2 separate regions of the Oryctolagus cuniculus genome follow, and region 2 is linked to region 1. The links are chromatin contacts, called in public Micro-C maps. All regions are on one chromosome and are shown on one strand. Each heading gives the region's core, a stretch centred on a gene start, on an enhancer-like site or on the middle of the called end of the contact. The rest is flanking DNA. Distances are from core to core; before and after follow the strand shown.

Region 1 (4,526 bases), core at 632-3,131:
AGGCTGCTCCATGCCAGGACGGAGCGCCATCCCAGCAACGTCCCTGCCCTCCCGTGCAGTGCTGTGCCTCCCCTCAGCGCGCGCTCTACTCTGGGGTTGCTAGCTGCGGGTCCTGCTGCTCCCTCACGCTGGGTGCCTTTCTCCCAGCAGTGGCGTTCATACAGTGCCCAGGGCTTCATTTGTTACTGTCGTCCTTGAGGTCTGGCCAAACACCTTGGCCCCCGTTCGGCAGTTACTGCGTCCTGCTCCCATCAGCCACGGCACTCCCTTCACCCTGGGGCCCTGCTCTGTGTCTTCACGTAACTGTTCCAGAAACTGGAACCGAGTGGGAAGACCCCACTGGACACGGGAATACCAAAAAGGAACGAGCTGGCTCTCGTGCTTGCTTACTCCTCCAGCCATGGGCAAGATGGTGCCGGCTCAGCAGGCGTGGGAGGAAGTGGGCAGCAGAGGCACGTGCTTTCTCAGCCACTCCAGTCCTCAAAGCCAGGAGGTGACCTGGGGCCTTTGTGCACAAAGACTGCTCCCTGCAGACACCTGGCACACTCCCCCTAGGGTCCACGGCCCTCCACCTCCCTTCTCACCTACTTCTGTGTCACTTGCTAACGAGGCGTGGCCACAGCTGTCTGCCTCTCCACCCAGACAGTGAGCTCTATAGGGCAGAGTGGGTTCTTCGGTGATGGATCCAGAGCCTGTTAATATATACTGGCCAAAAGAATACTTAAAGGATCCACTGCCGAGCGAGGAAATGACCCAAAAATGCCCGGGGTAGATGGGTGTGGAATGGTCTCCACAACACAGGGCAGCACAGAGTCCTATCAAAGACAGCTCATGGGTGCATGGACTCACACACACACTCTGGGAGCCGGCGCTGTGGCGTGGTGGGCTAAGCCTCCGTCTGCGGCACCAGCATCCCATAGGAGCACTGATTAGAGTCATGCCTCCTCCACTTCCAACCTAGCTCCTTCCTATGGCCTGGGACAGCAGAAGATGGCCCAAGTCCTTTGGGCCCCTACAACGACATGGGAGACCCAGAGAAAGCTCCTGGCTTCTGATTGGCTTAGCTCCAGCAGTTGCAGCCATTTGAGGAGTGAACCAAGGGATGGAAGACCTGCTCGCCCTCTGTAACTCTCAATAATAATAATAATAATAATAATAATAATAATAATGCCTGCGCCGCGGCTCACTAGGCTAATCCTCCGCCTGCGGCGCCGGCACACCAGGTTCTAGTCCCGGTCGGGGCGCTGGATTCTGTCCCAGTTGCCCCTCTTCCAGGCTGGCTCTCTGCTGTGGCAGTGGAGGATGGCCCAACTACTTGGACCCTGCACCCCATGGGAGACCAGGATAAGTACCTGGCTCCTGGCTTCGGATCAGCGCGGTGCGCCGGCAGCAGCGGCCATTGGAGGGTGAACCAACAGCAAAGGAAGACCTTTCTCTCTGTCTCTCTCTCTCACTGTCCACTCTGCCTGTCAAAAAAAAAAGAAAAAAAGAAAAAAGAAAAGAAAGAAAAAAGATTCCCGCATCCCACAGGAGGGAACCAGGAGGGGAGGAGTTCTCGCCCTCTCTCTCTCCGCCGTTCAACAAAGACGAAATCTTTACAAGATTAAGTCTTCAGGTCGTAAGGACAACAGCCTGGCCAGCGCAGGGCGACTCAGAAACAGCCCACACGGCCCGGGCCTCGGGACCACGTGACTGGGGCCGCCCCGCTGCGGCACCAGCGTGTGAGGGCACAGGCAGGTCACATGCCGAGCTCCGCGGCGGCCCACGTCTCCGGCCCCTCAGGGGCCCTCCCGCAGCCTCCGAGCCAACCCACTCACCGCGGGCCGCGGCCGGGAATCCTCGCAACTCGCTCCGCACGGCGTCCAGGGCCGCGTCCGCCATGACGCCGCCAGGGACCCGCCCTCCTCGCGGGCCCCGCCCCGCGCCCCGCCTCCCGAGTGGGCCGCGCCTTTTCACCTGCCACGCTTGCCGGCATGCCAGGCTTAACAAATGACTGTGTTTATTGACAAGTTCATACATCAGTACAAACGGACACGTTAAAATCAGCCCCCGCCCCGTGCAGCCGGGGTGGGAGGAAGCGCCACGGCCTGGGCAAGGTATAAAAGTTATAAATAAAGGGGCTTTCAAAACGGGGGCAGGGCAAATCTGGACGGGGTGGCGGCTGCCAGTGGCCTCAGACATGCAGGAGGGGACTGAGCGCCGGCCCGGCCACAGACCCCAGCCCACGCTGGGCAGAGGGTAGGGAAAGGCGGCCACCTTCTCACGCACCTTAGCAGGAATGTTAACACCCTCCTCGCGATGGACAGGTCGGCTGCAGATGGCCAAGAACCTGGCCCAGAGGGTCAAGCCTGAGCCCTATTTGTGGTGGGCTGTGGGAGGTGCACGGAGTGAGTGCGCAGCTGCGAAGAGTTCCTGGGGCCAGGGTTTCACTTCAGCTTGGCCATGCAGGTGGTGGTGTAGAGTGGGGGTGGACAGGCTGGGATCTACTCAAGTGCACGCTGGCTGATGGGGCACCGACAGGCACCCTTCAGAACCCAATTTCATCATAAGCCTCTGCCAACGGAGCCAGCACGTGGGGGAACGAGCTTTAATGACCTGCAGCTGTGGTAAGGGTGCCCCAACTTACCTGGGGGTAGAGGGAAGCAGGAGGGCCCAGAGACACAGGTGCTTTGCCCAACTCTTCAACAACTGCCTGTTTGGTCCTACCCTTCCTACCTACTATAACCAATCTCCTCCCCCTTACCGCTAACACCTGCCCCTTTAATTCTAATCTACCTTCTCACCCCTGCCACTTACCTGTCCCTTCTACCACCTTTCTGGTGTCTCTTGGCCTCTGCGTTTCCCTCCCCTCAACCTCCGGTATCCAGGGCACCTAGCACTATCTTTGAGGAGGCTCTTTCTACCCGAACCAGATGCCCCATGGCCACCTCCCATCAGCTGGGCTGTGGATGCCAGAAATCCAGAATTAGGGTTTAGTGTGTTCCATTCCTTCTCGTGCTCCTTGACAAGGGTTCCACATTAAGCTAGGCTGGTGAAGCTGGGAGCAGGAGTGAGAGGAAGCCAGGCGCACTTCAGCCAGCCAAATACCCTGGCAACAAAAACCCAACTCTGTTTATGTGTGTGACCTCATCTGTGGCCAAGGTACTCAGAAGGTGGGCTGGCGCCCTGTAAACCATGAGGGAGGTTCCAACACAGGCTTCTGATTGAGCATCATTCAGGATGCAGGGGCAAGGTGGCCGCTGGGCTGCAGCAGCCTGCTGGGGACCAGGGGGAAGACCAAGAGGCTGAGGAAAAGAGGCCAGGCCTTCAGGCTTGCCCAGCAGAGGGCTTTACTGTCCTGCAGCAATGTCCCACGGCTGGATCCCCAAGTTCCGGCCAGGAGAGAAGGGGAGGGGGGAGGGACACAGGGGTAGAGACACTGGGGCCCTCTTGGAGGGAAGAACAGGAGTGGAATGTGGAGGCTCAGGTCCTGATGCCAACTCAAGTCTCCTGATGGCTGGGGACAGCCTGGAGGGCCAGTCGGCTCTGCCTTTCTGAGTGCCAGGAGTTGGGGAAAACAACCCCTGCTCCGGCAGCCAGGGGAGTGCAGCTGGTGTGGGAGGGGAAGGCGAGGTAGAGGTGAAGGTACTGAATACCACATCGCCTCTCACCTCTACCCCACGGAGTACCCTGTGTCTGCTGATCCCTGAAGTAATTTCAAATGGCTTCGAAGAGGAGGGTGGCCCTTCCCGGTGGTCCCAGATGGGGCAGGCTGCCCTCCTAGCCCTCACAGCACCAAGGTGACAAAGACCTAAGATCTACCCCTGCCATGAGCCCCTGGGCAGGCTGTGGAGGCAGGAGTTCCATGGAGGTGAGGCAACAGTCAGGGAAATAAATTAATAAATACGGCGCCCCATCATGAGCAGCTGGGAGAACTGCCATGCCTCTGAGCACTGACCCCTGCCACCAACTCAGCATCCCCACAGGTCTGGGGAGTGGACGAGGGGCTACAGTCCAGAGCAGGGGCAGCGTTCTCTGGGGACAGGCTGCCAGAGCTCAGAGTTTGCGTTCCATGCGCCGCTCCACGGCTCGAAGCAACAGCTCTGAGTACTGCTCCAGCAGGGCCTGCGTTTGCTCAGCTCCCACAGCCCCAGGGCTCCCGCCTGGGCTGGGCAGCGCTGCCCCGGCCAGGGCCTCCAGCTCCTGCCGCACAGAAGAGAAGGTGTCTCTGAGGAGCTGAGTGATGCGACTTTGCTCTGCTGAGGGCGTCTTGCAGCCGGCCACCTGCAACAGGACCCCGGGGAAACACGTTAGAGGACCAGGAGAGGGGCCCCACCCGAGTCTCCCACGCCCCGCAAGAGACTGGTGGGAGTTCTGTGCTCCAAGGGCAGCAAGTAGGAGCAGAGGATGCGGGACCCAGGCAGACCTTGCAGGGTGACCTCGAAGGAGGGCCCTATCAGATTACAAAACCATCTACATCTCCTCAGCAACTCCTTACAACTCACATAGAATCCACTTTCTCCAGCAAAGCTTGAGCCCTGCTGGAC
Region 2 (4,526 bases), core at 1,108-3,607, 220 kb before region 1:
TCCCTGCTGCTCCGCTTCTGTCCTAGTTTCCTGCTAATGCACCTGGGAAGGTAGTGGAAGATGGCCCACGTGGGAGACCAGGATGGAGTTCCTGAATCCTTGTCGCTCCCCCTCTTCGTGGAGGAACAACACTAAACCCTGCCTAGGCTTCATATCCGAGTCACGGCACCATTATGTCGCTCCCCCTCTTCGTGGAGGAACGATACAGGACCCTGCGCTGTTCTTTCGTCTGCTCGGCCCTCCCCGGGTTTGCTGCTGGTTCTTCCCGGGTTGGCTGCCGTCCCTTCCACCTCCGTGGAAGGGCGGTTCCCCCTAGCCGCTTTCCCCACTTCCGCGGGGGAGCGGCACACCGCCAGCCGGCTCTCTCGGGGGCTGCACAGGTGTTCCTTCAGATAGATGTTCCCCCTAGATGTTCCTGGTGCATGTTGTCTCTCTCCTCCTTTATAGTCCTCCTCCGCCAATCCCAACTCGGCTGCCCACACGCCGAGTACGCTGCTCTCCTCCAATCAGGAGCAGGATCAGCTCTTGGAGGTCATCACTCAAGTTGGCAAGAGGCAGCTGCGTAGAAGCTGTTTCCTCCTCTCCCAGTGCCATATTGTGGGGGAGCAGATGCATAGAATAAGTCTTAATTCCAGTAACTCAGTCCAGTCCGGATTGCTCCCCACAATCCTGGCTTTGGCTTGGCCTAAGCTATTGCAGCCATTGGGGGAGTGACCCTGTGGATGGAAGATCTCTGACTCTCCATCGCTCTCTGTCACTCTACCTTTCAAATACATACACACATACGTACGTACGTACGTACATTTGTTAAAATGCCTAGGTAAAGTCTCATAGTAGTAGACACTTGGATCTTCCTCTTCACAGTGAGGATGCCCATCTACACTAAAGCCCTTTCAGGGTATTGTGCATCAGAATGCTGAAAGCAAAGACTGCAGTACACAGAGCAACGCGGATGAATCTCATAAACACGATGCTGCGTGTAAGAAGTCCGGTGTTAAAAGAACAACACTGACTGGCTGCGCTTCTGTAAAGTAACATCGATCCAGCTGCCGTGGCTGAGACATCAGGCCAGTGTTTACGCTGGAGGGGAGGAGAGCGGGGGCGGGGGGAATAGCACGATGGATTCTGGGATGCTGGCCGCGTTCTGCTTCTCCATCAGGGTGCTGGCTGCGCAGGTGTGTTCAGTAGCATCTTAGGCTGTCTTCTGTGGTGGTAACTGAACACCTGAGACCGAGTCATTTGTAAAGGGAAGTTTATTTTGTACGGTTCTGAGGGGCGGAAGTCTAAGGTTGAGGGGCCGCGTGGTGAGAGCCTCCTTGCCAGTGGGGGAATCTCTGCAGAGTCTCAAGGGATCGCAAGGTGAGAGGGCTCCCAGGAGACAGCCCGAGTGGCCACTCTTGTGATCACCCGCTAGCCTGTTACCCACTAATCCACGAAGGGATTAACCCATTCACAAAGACTGAGTCCTCAGGACCCAGTTACCTCCCAGACCTCCAAATGCCGCTAATATATGACTTTGCGTGTTAAGTCTCCAACGCGTGGACTCTGGGGAAGCAGTGTTGAAGCCGCCGCAATTGGTGAGACTTTGTCCAGCCACATGCTTAGGATTCGTCTACTTTCCTGTGTGTCCGAGAGTCCTCAAAAAAGTTGACAGCAAATACACATCATGAAGAACCTATGCATGGATTTCAGGTTTTTGTTTTTTTTTTTGCACCAAAATAAACTTGTCTTTTAATTCCACTTTTTAAAAACTGTCCTTCAGGGCCAGTGCCGCGGCTCCCTTGGCTAATCCTCCGCCTATGGCACCGGCACACCGGGTTCTAGTACCGGTTGGGGCGCCGGATTCTGTCCCGGTTGCCCCTCTTCCAGGTTAGCTCTCTGCTGTGGCCTGGGAAGGATGGCCCAAGTGCTTGGGCCCTGCACCTGCATGGGAGACCAGGAGGAAGCACCTGGCTCCTGGCTTCGGATCGGCGCAGCGCCAGCTGTGGCAGGCATTTGGGGGGTGAACCAACGGAAGGAAGACATTTCTCTCTGTCTCTCTCTCACTGTCTATAATTCTAACTGTCAAATAAAAAAAAAGTGTCCTTTAATTAAGAGTTTACTAAAACAAAACAACACAGAAACCTGGGGGGGTGCCAGCCCCTGCAGGATGGACTGTGGTAACCTTTAATGTGTGCCTGCCAAGTAAGCGTCCCATCCGTCTTGTCTCCTCAGCACTCCTGGCCAGCGGCCTCAGGGGCCAGGGTGTGACTGGCAGGGGCCTAGCTCAGGATGTCATCTCCCTGGCACCAGGCACCAGCCCAGGAGCACACACCCAGCCTGAGCAAGCTGATCAGCACCCTTCCCCAGGATGGAGCAAACGGCTCCCCTGGCGTCGGCTATGCTGAGTGTGGGCTGCCAGACCGTAGCCCCTGCAGGTGGAGGATGAGGCCGATGGGGAGGAGACTAGAGCAGGACTGCCCTGACTGGTTCACATCCCAGCTGGGCCCTCCCCCAGCTTGCCAGGATCTTCATTTCTGTAAGTTCGTTCGGCATCTTTCCAGCGAGGTGAGGCTTAAGCTTGCCTCGTTTGGCTCCTGACAGCCGTGACGGAGTCTTGACTAACCCATGGTGCAACAGGTGGACGGCAGGGCCCCTTCCTGAACTGGTGTCACAGGAAGGTGAGGAGCCGTCTCTGCTCCAGCAAGCGTGAGCATGGTCAGTCCAGCCAGGAAGGGGTGTGCGCTGTCCCGAGGTCTTTCCTGCGACTAGCCCCGAGGCAGTGCTGGGTCACCACTCCCTAGGTCGGAATTCAGACTGACAGGATACGTTTTCATATGATGGAATTGGCATCAAGCCTTCAACTGGTCTGGCTTGGAAATATTTCTTTTCTCCCTGGATTTCTCTCATCAGTGATGATCACAAAGCCCCCAGGAAGGCTAACTTACTCCAGGGGGCAGGGCCTGACCAGTAAAGACCTGAGAGAAGGGAACTGGACAACCTCCCCACACAGGAGCCAAGGTTTTCAGAGCATTTCCAGCTGTTTTTGCTCTTTGTGCCACAAGGTGTCAGTGTTGGAACACAAACTATCGCCCTGGTGTTGCCCCTGCTGAGCGTGCAGCCTCCATGAGGCCCACTTGGGTTGATCTGTCTGCTGCTGGTGCCCTGGACAGCCTGGCCCTGGTCCCCCGCCAGCACCTGATGCCTGGCATGCCCCCTGACCCCCTCTCAGGGAATGAAGCTGCCAGGGCTTTGCAGGGCTCACACCCACAGGACCTGGGGGCAAGTGGTCTCGCTGGCTAAGACCCACTGGTATTGGCACCAGCCTCACAGCTCACCCCAGGGCCTGCCATGCCAGGGTGCCAGGGCCCAGAAGGGATTCCTGCACTGCCACTTGAACTACACTGCGCCTTGCGTCACCCTTCTTCCCTTGTTTCTCTATTCTGCCCCTGCAATGAAGGAAATTCTTGTTGAGGCCAGCCCTGTCCTTGTTCCCTACTCTGATGAAGAACCGGGGCAGGGGGGAGGCAGGGAGATGCCGATGCTGCTGCCTTTAAAATTGGTTCTAGAAGGAAAGTTAGAAAATGCCCTTCATGGGCTTCGAAAATGACAATAAGTCTTGTTCTTGTAAAAATGATGATTTCATTGCGATCACGTTAGGAGTTGCAGTATAGCTATAATACTCCTATGACTCAGCTGGGTCACTGAAGCCACTTTCTGCAATGGGGATTGGGCAGAAAAGGAGGGCGCGGCCTGTGGCCTCCAGTTTGCCGGCAGTAGTCCTTGTCTTTCAACAAGGTCGGTGTCATCGGTGTCATTATGACCCCTGTTTACAAATAAGACTCCTGAGGGCCAGCACCATGGCTCACTTGGTTAACCCTCCGCCTGCGGCACCGGCATCCCATATGGGCGCCGGGTTCTAGTCCCGGTTGCTCTTCTTCCAGTCCAGCTCTCTGCTGTGGCCCGGGAAGGCAGTGGAGGAGGGCCCGGGTGCTTGGGCCCCTGCACCTGCATGGGAGACCAGGAAGAAGTACCTGGCTTGGCGGGCATCTGGGGGGTGAACCAATGGAAGGAAGACCTTTCTCTCTAACTCTGTCAAAAAAAAAAAACAAACAAAACCAAAAAACAACAACAACAACAAAAAAACACAGACTCCTAAGTTCAGGACTGGCAGCTTGCTGAGAACATGCTGGAGAGCTGTTGGTCCCCTTTCCACAGCCCTGCCTTCCCCAGGAGGCTGCGCACCCCTACTTTGGAGTCAAGGACCCTGGGAGAAGCAGGAGCCCAGCCTGACTCTCCTGGACCTGTAAGGAGATTACTACCTCCCTGGATCGATGGCTGAAGATAAGTCAGCTCCTTTCCATAAATCTGTTCCCTTTTTGGAGCAAATTAAGTGGGCTTTTGTTTGCTGAAACTGGAGCGCCTTGGGCACAGCCAGCCTGAACCTAACAACAGTGGCAGCAGCTGCTGTCCCCTAGGGCTCTACTCCTAAGCCCTTTTCAAACTGAACCAGTTTATTAGCGTCTCGGCCTATTCCGCGATAAACA

What was found. A called contact is a pair of places that touch in the nucleus more often than the background predicts.
Region 2: a Micro-C map of ear pinna shows a contact between it and region 1, with 4 times the contacts expected there. The contact joins the enhancer-like site here to the promoter of JMJD7 in region 1. A contact is called at or near these places in 3 of 6 Hi-C or Micro-C datasets (ear pinna, skin fibroblasts and an unstated tissue).

Annotation. Positions count from the first base shown.
Region 1 is chr12:64,900,314-64,904,839 of mOryCun1.1, reverse strand. It overlaps JMJD7 (jumonji domain containing 7), which reads right to left and starts at 1,881. Exons shown (of 8, transcript NM_001204238.1): 1 at 1,818-1,881. The coding sequence starts at 1,881. It overlaps MAPKBP1 (mitogen-activated protein kinase binding protein 1), which reads right to left. Exons shown (of 30, transcript XM_017348119.3): 30 at 1,983-4,263. The coding sequence ends at 4,036.
Region 2 is chr12:65,120,917-65,125,442 of mOryCun1.1, reverse strand. No RefSeq gene overlaps it. Among named protein-coding and RNA genes, the nearest start is that of PLA2G4D, 35 kb to the left of the region's middle. Within about 2 kb of position 2,357, at least 1 of the 8 cell types and tissues checked has an H3K27ac peak or open chromatin away from gene starts, as enhancers often do. A contact at or near this core is called in ear pinna, where this site is marked.